2 separate regions of the Sus scrofa genome follow, and region 1 is linked to region 2. A link is a contact called in public HiChIP or PLAC-seq data. All regions are on one chromosome and are shown on one strand. The core of a region is the stretch at or near the end of the contact, and the rest is flanking DNA. Distances in the headings are between cores, read along the strand shown. Region 1 overlaps LOC110259422 (a long non-coding RNA gene). Region 2 overlaps LOC110259422 (a long non-coding RNA gene).

Region 1 (3,797 bases), core at 103-2,602, 200 kb before region 2:
TCCTTGCATGTATTACCCACGGATATTAAAATGATCTTCATCGTAGTCCTTGCTTTAATGTTTTTGACTATCACAATCATTATCATCCGAGGAGTCCCAGCAGCATTATTTAGAGATGTACACTAGAGGGTGGTGTTTTACCTGGACACTAGACTTATCAATGCATTGGCTTTGAGGAAGAATGAAAAAATGTCTCCAGGAAATGTTCCCCATGTTTAATGTTACATAATTCTCAGCACATATGCCCCATTAACAAAGTTGATAAACCCCAGGGGATGGAAGCGGAGACTGAGTCACTTGGCGGCCTTGCTATCCCATTTCTTCAACACGTTCCTGTAGGTGTTTGGTTTTCCTGAGCTCCACATGCAGAGTGTCACTTGAAAACCAACACTGATCACTGGGTGAGAATATATTTGACTCCAACTACAGGGAATTGGAAAGCAAGTGAGGCAACTAGTGAATGTGAGTAGAGCTATTAAACTCACCGCTTCGATTTTTAAATCCCCTGCATTGTTTACATATATTTCTATGGCTGACCCGAGAAGAACAGAAACCATCAGTACTGGAGGGAAAAGTTCTTTTCTGGCAGCTCCTGTTTCTGTGCTTAGCCCCCTCTGGTTTACATGTAGTTTAAAAAAAAAAAGTTTCCAATTTAGTGCAGCCCCTCTTTCATAATGTTTTGCATGAAATGATCAAAATGTTTCTAAAGGTACCCCTCCCCATAAAAATATTCATGTCAATGATAGGTTAATTTTTTTTTTTTTTTTTTGCTTCTAGGCTTTTATCTTTGTGTTTTTCTCAATTGATTCTTCTAATATTGGTAAAATCTGTGCTCAAATTATGAACTCTGTTGTAGTTTCTCAGGACAAAAGTCTAAATTTTCACTGACTTTTACTTGTGAAAAAATACCTCAAAGCAGGGAAAAAAATCTCAAATGTGTTTCTCTGAAATTTCCCTTCAAGAGAAATGTATTCTTCCTGCTCTGACCAGGGGAAATTTCCTTTTAACACAAGGAAGTCTTCATCTGACTTATATTCTTTATTATTCTTTACCACTATCTGATTCAGAAAGACTGCTGGAATCAAGATCTCCTAAAATAAATTTTAAAAGGGTAATTTCATATGACCGAATTAAAATTGAATTGACCAGTTCCTATTAAAGTTAAACCCTGTCCACTACTGCCAAACTCTCTATTGAAGTCTAGGTACACACTTTCCTTCTAATGTTCCTTAACATTTGGCTCTGCTGTTCCCATGCTCCCCTTTTTTCAGTGATACGATAACATTGCAATAATACTTAAACGCTGACACAACAGAAACCCTTGCCAGTTTGGCTCTCAACCTTGGCAAGCTTTTTGTTATAGTTGCAACCGGCTTACTCCTTGAGTTGTACAAAACTTTCAGAGCTCCTCTACAGCATGTCTTATAAAGAAGACTAAAAGGAAAAGTAAGAGAGATGCTAATTTTAGACAGAGAATAGTAAATAGGACAATAAATAAAAGCTCTGTTTTGGCACATTGGAACTTTCTTTTTTCCCCTTTGAAATGTGTGATTCCTTTTCCCAAATGTTGCACTAGATTTATTTTTAAAGGTGTCATCTATTTCCATTCCAGTGCTATGTCATCTATAATTTAAATTTATGAGATAAATCTTGAGGTTCACCAGTTGGAGCAGCTGGAGAATTCTAGCCACCTTGCCATTGAAAATGCAGATTTGCTGAAGGTTTTTGTGTCTGACAAGCCCCACTGAAAGCACCTCATTCCCTTTCCTGACAAGTATCCATCAACATGTAATATTTATTCTTCTGTTTTAGTTTCACTACAAATAATTGGCGGTCCCTCAGCAAGAAGACAGTTTCCTGCTGAGGCAGCACCACCTGTATAGCTTCGCCAAGCCGAGAACAAATGCTCTGAGAAGAAAGTTTTCCTAGAACTGATGGGTAAAATGAATGAGGGATATTTACTAAAAGGAGGAAAAACCAAATCTGCTCCTTTAGTTGCATCATCATTTTTAGTTCTCCAGTCTTCCTTTTATCACTGTCAGAATAGCAACTGAATGTTTATACATATATTTTATGGCTGATAAGTAAAATATTCTTGTTGGAGTTCCCTGGTTGCTCGATGGGTTGGAATTTGGCATTGTCACTGCTATGGCTTGGGTTGCTGTTGTAGCACTGTTCAATCCCTGGCCCTGGAGCTTCTCTGTGCCATGGGTACAGCCAGAAAAAAAGGAATAAAAATATTATTTTAACTTGTCTTCCACCACCCTTCTCTAGCATGTGCGTGCTTTCTCTCCCTTTCTCTCTCTCTCTCCCTTTCTCCCTCTCTCTCTATATATATGCATATTATATATAAACATGTATATACACACACACATATATCTGAGCATTTAACTTCACAATTATTATCTTATTGGACACAATCTATGGGTTTGCAGTGATTTACATTTTTAACGTCCAGCAAACATGGATATTATATACACAAAGGTAGCTAGTGTGAGTGATAGTGAATTAGATTGACCATGGCCTTCATATAATTGTCATGAGCTCTGGTTTTCTTGAAACTCTCAGACCTAAATCCCCCTTGTTAGGAAAGGAGATATTCTTAAAGAATTATATTTCTATGAAATGTGCATGGTTTTCCCTCAAGCAGAAAAATGTGGCAGGTAAATGAAAAAATAAACAAGTTGGTATATTGATTTTTTTTTTTTAAATACAGGAAAAACCAGAGTGCCAATTCAGGTTTACCTTAATTTCTATTGGAGGAGTCTTTAAACTTTGGGCATCAGAATTGCGTATGGCACTTCATTACAAACTGAAGCGGTAGTTGTTTTCTCTCAATTTCTGGGGAAAAAAATCCAACTGTTATTTAGTATTTCTCCTATTTTCAGCATTAATTTCATGATTAGTTTCCAGTGCTTAATATCTAGCATAACTTACATTACAGAGAGCAAAATGAATGAATGAGTAAGGGAGGGATATTAAAGTACAAACACACCAATGCCTGCATAAAAACCAGCTTTTGGTGAATGGACCCCAATCTTCTTGTTTCTTACTTTGCATTCTATGCATTTAATTTAACCTTAACATTAATAAAAAATAAAATCCCTAGTGCTGCACACCAACATTTATGCTGAATTATTCTGATGAGATGGAATTGATTAGTAGTTTGTACGTTTTCACAAAGTTGCCCCATAATTTTTAAGGATTGTGTTGTCAAAGGAAGTCTGAGAACTACCATCCAATATGCTTTACTTATATTTTTAATAATTTTTCAACCTAAGGAAAATAGCCTGATTAAATGGAATAGATTAAGTGAAATTCCAAGGGACTGTGGCAATTACTTTTTTTTAATGTATCCAGATAATGTGTTTGCAGTAAATATTTCCTGATTATCTTAGTGGTCACATGACAAATTGTAGTCAAATTAAGAGCAGAGTGCTAAGTTTTAAAAATATTTATTGAAGATTCACAGGGTGCTAAGAGTTATAACAAATGGTTAGGTGTAAGTTGAAAATTCCTGGTGTGCCACCATCCCTCATGAAAATTATAATCTAAATAGAATATATTTAACCTGTAAATGATTTACAGACCAGTTCAGGTATCATAAAGCTCACGTAACTCAGGAAGGTAATAAAGGCCAGTTTAGGGATTAACATTAAAGAGGGCTGCTGTATCAGCATATTTGCCATCACTGATGACATCTTTCCCTGGACTGGTCTTGGAATCAGGAGGCCTGAATTTACTGTTTATTCACATTCTAGCTGGGTTTCCTTGTTTAATTTGCTAACCCTTTTTTG
Region 2 (3,888 bases), core at 1,224-3,723:
CCCTCCTAATCCTTCCCACAGAGCAGAATTAATAAAAAATGGTCTCCTTACTACAATTCGCAAGTTCTGTTTAAAAAATTAAAAAAAGAGTGTCTTTATCACCAGTGTATCTTGAGGGCCTGGCTTTAAAAAGCTTAATAGTCATTGAGTGGATGAGTATTAATTTAATAGATATGGAAGTGACAATGATGTAATCTGTATATAAGGAAGTATATGATTTTGATATTTGTTGTACTTGGTATTGGAGGCTTTAGTAAATCTCAGAGAGGACTCAAGCTCAAAATTGTAATACTATTAAGTAATAAAGCATTTATTACTTTACAGAACATTTGTCACAAATTGTACCATATAATGCTTTTTTTTTCCCCCTATTGCTATATCTGTGGCATGTGGAAGTTCCCAGACCAGTGACTGAATCCAGGCTGCAGCTGGGACCTACACTTCAGCTCTGGCAATGCCAGATCCTTAACCCACTGTGCCACAGAGGGAACTCCCATATAATACTTTTGTTGATGTTTATTTAGAAATGCCTGATTCCTTTTTGTAGTCACAAACAGTGCCTACATTCATATAGACAACAAACATGTTTTGATAGCCTGAAATTTGTGTAGTTTAAGAGTAATATGTCACTGGACCCTAGTAATTGTATGTAGCATGTATTATTGTCATCCTTATTTGCCTCAGGGATTTTAGAAAGTTACCCCATGCTCACATCCAAGGGGCAAAACTGAAATGTAAACTGATTTATCACATTTCAAAAAGATAAACTTTAATACCACCACCAATCATCAATGCTTTTGAAATCTACAGGTATGCATAGATTTTTTTGTGATTGGCACATAATTTTATCTTCAGGATTTGTAAGGAGTAAGGCACTAATTAAAAAAAAAATACAAGAACTTGGAGTTCCCATTGTGGCTCAGCGGAAACAAATCTGACTAGTATTCATAGGTTTGATCCCTGGCCTTGCTCAGTGGGCTAAGGATCCAGTGTTGCCTTGAGCTGTGGTGTAGGTTGCAGATGAGGCTCAGATCCCTGAGTTGCTATGGCTGTGGTGTAGGCCAGCAGCTACAGTTCTGATTTGACCCCTAGCTTGGGAACCTCCATATGGCATGGGTGGCCTTAAAAAGATGACAAAAAAAAAATGCAAGAACTGGTTGTTATGTGTTGTAAGAAAGACATACTGCACATTGCATTTTCCAAAAATGGCTACAACTGCAGTTTCCAATCTCACATGCTCCGATGAGGGGTAACCTTACTACTTCCCATCAAGTTATGGAGAGTCTTCTCCTTCCTGTGGAATCTGGGCTGGCCTTAGTGACTCCTAAATCCAGTAACATGAGATTGGAAGGATACTTCATGACTTCTAAGACTGGATCAGGGAGGCTTGCAGCTTCTACCTTGGCCTCTTAGACCACTCATCCTCTGGCTGTTCCAATTGCTCTCTTTTGCATGTATATGTGTGTGTGTGTGTGTGTGTGTGTGTGTGTGTGTGTGTGTGTGGCTATAAGTGTATGTAAAAATATATGTGAATAACCTTACAAACCATAGCACTTAATTTATCTCCATCTCCATATCAAGAATTTCATAAAACACTGAAATAAGTATTAAAGGACTAGTAATATTCAGCATATATCTATTAAGATTCTTTGTAAAGTGAATGGAACATTTGTTTATATCAGTATTTTCTTTAATATTGTATTGCCTAGTGCAAAGCACAATAATATCTTTAATTATATGTTTCTTCAAATGGTAAGATCAATCATTAATTAAATGTCATTCACCTTTGCTTTAAATGGCTTCTTGGCTCTGAACACATGCTAAAATGAAGTTTTTGACGCTTCTATTTCTATTTTTCTTTTACTACAAAGAAGTCAGACTAATAGGAACCTTTAGCTGATGGGAAATAAGTCAAGCCCTGGAGGTAGTTAACATTCAAATTAAAATAACAATTTGGCAATTGATCTGCCATTAGGAAAAAAAAAAATAGACAGGCAAAAACCCAGGGCCTAGAAACAAATTTGTCTTTCTTAAATGCTCAGTTTCAAGTGTGTCTGGTTTCTAGCCCAGTTTGTATCAAAAGGGATCAATTTTTCCCCCTTTTCCCTGTTCTACTTTTGCACTGGTATTGTCTGAATCCCAGAGTGAGCAGCAATACATCATCTTGCTTCAACATCTGCTAGAGCCCCCTCTCCTCCTAATCTGCCCAGATCCCCAAAGCCTTTTCCACCTGCTATAGAGCCAAATGCTCATTATAGCACACAGCTACGCCCTTCAATGTCCTTCCTCCCAGATCCTCAAGGTTAACGTGGAACAATGACTATTATTAAGTGGGGGCTTTAGGAATAGAAAAGCAGACCAGGCAAGGAGAAAGGGGGAGGGGCTGTGGAAGCACTGGGTAGGATGCCAGGAGAGCTGGCAGGAAAGAGCTGCTAGAAAGCTGTGGCCAATTTTCCAGTCGAAACATGAGTCACTGAACAGAGATGCCCTAGAAATAAATAGCTTCCCTGTTCATTACCCGGTACAAGCAGAGACCACACCCTCCAGTGGTTTTCTGTTAGGGCACTTTGGGTTATGGCTTTGAGCAGCTAGTGGAGACAGTGAGATAAAAATGGCCAGTTTTGAGGAGGCTGGCACATCTAGAAGTTGTGTTTACTGCTTAGCCAACTGTAAATTGTAAGCAATTGGAAGTTGTTCTGCCCCCTCTTCTTTTTTTTTCTTCAAACTACCAACCTGTTCCTTCTGCTTGCATCGTCAGACCAGCCACCAATGGAAAGTTTGAAGCTTATTGGATTAGGCTGCTTAGAAAACAGAGAAAGTCAGAAATCTGAGACTCTGCATTCATCTGTATATATTATCATGAGACCTTAAAAAATACAGAAAGGAATCTAATCGGCTCGTGGTGGCGGGAGGAGAGGCCACTTTAAGTTTCCTGCCTTCAGCAGCTGTGTACCTCACTCCCAGATGCCATGCTTGGTGCAATTTCCTTTTAGTTTTTTAGGAGATATTTTAAGAAGTTTAAGTGCTGTTTACTCAGTGACATTCATAGGGATGATCTTGATAAACCACATGAATGCTGGCTGGCCTCTGGCAGGCATGGCCAGCTCTGCCCTAGACATACTCTCCTGTTAATGGACCTTTGGGCAACGTCTCCAGTCAGGATCAACTCACTCTTGTTGCCCTTCAGTTCCTGGAAAAAGTAGAAAACCACAGATTTCCACAAGGGCTACCTAGTAAAATTCTCTTGCCTCCACAATCCTGAGCCCCAAGGAAGTGTGTCACTATCCTATAGCCACGCAATGTGCTGATCTAAATCAGGCACAAGCCACCCAGTTCTATGACTGCTCCCGCCAAGAGACTGGAGGGGTTGAATGAGCTCTCATTAATAAAAACAGTTTAGTGTAAAACTGCCTGGGATCCATGGAGTAGGTGTTTCTGACTTGCTCTAGGAAATGACAGAGCACCTAAACTGTCAGACTTACACTTAGAAGATGATTATACTTCCTTTTTCTTTTTCTTTTTCTTTTTAAATTAAGTTTGAAAGTTACCACTCATTTTGGAGAGACAGCTTTAAAAAAAAACTAATCAGAAAGAACAAAGATACTGTGAGGGTTAAAAATTCCTCATTTTCACTTGGATTAATCAAGACACTAGATCTTCATTGTGGGTTCCGCAGGATAGAAGAGTAACCAGAGGTGAATGAGATGATGGGCATGTCAGAAAAATAAGTTTTCAACAGCTTTCTTGAGATATCAATGGCATAAAAATTGTACATATTTAAGGTGTACAAATTGATGTTTTGATATACATATACATAGTGAAATGAGCATTACAATCAAGCTAATTAACATGTCCATCACCTCTTGTGTGGGTGTGGTAAGAAGACTT

The links. HiChIP or PLAC-seq counts read pairs in DNA pulled down with a chosen protein or histone mark.
Region 1: a contact with region 2 is called in an H3K27ac HiChIP or PLAC-seq map of skeletal muscle. The contact joins two enhancer-like sites. A contact is called at or near these places in 2 of 47 Hi-C or Micro-C datasets (embryonic fibroblasts and skeletal muscle) and 1 of 2 datasets of contacts at active chromatin or transcription factors (skeletal muscle).

The regions. Positions count from the first base shown.
Region 1 is chr2:97,008,081-97,011,877 of Sscrofa11.1, reverse strand. The region is part of intron 4 of LOC110259422 (a long non-coding RNA gene); the gene reads left to right. Among named protein-coding and RNA genes, the nearest start is that of CETN3, 580 kb to the left of the region's middle. Within about 2 kb of position 1,352, at least 2 of the 83 cell types and tissues checked have an H3K27ac peak or open chromatin away from gene starts, as enhancers often do. A contact at or near this core is called in skeletal muscle, where this site is marked.
Region 2 is chr2:96,806,341-96,810,228 of Sscrofa11.1, reverse strand. The region is part of intron 4 of LOC110259422 (a long non-coding RNA gene); the gene reads left to right. Among named protein-coding and RNA genes, the nearest start is that of MEF2C, 590 kb to the right of the region's middle. Within about 2 kb of position 2,473, at least 16 of the 83 cell types and tissues checked have an H3K27ac peak or open chromatin away from gene starts, as enhancers often do. A contact at or near this core is called in skeletal muscle, where this site is marked.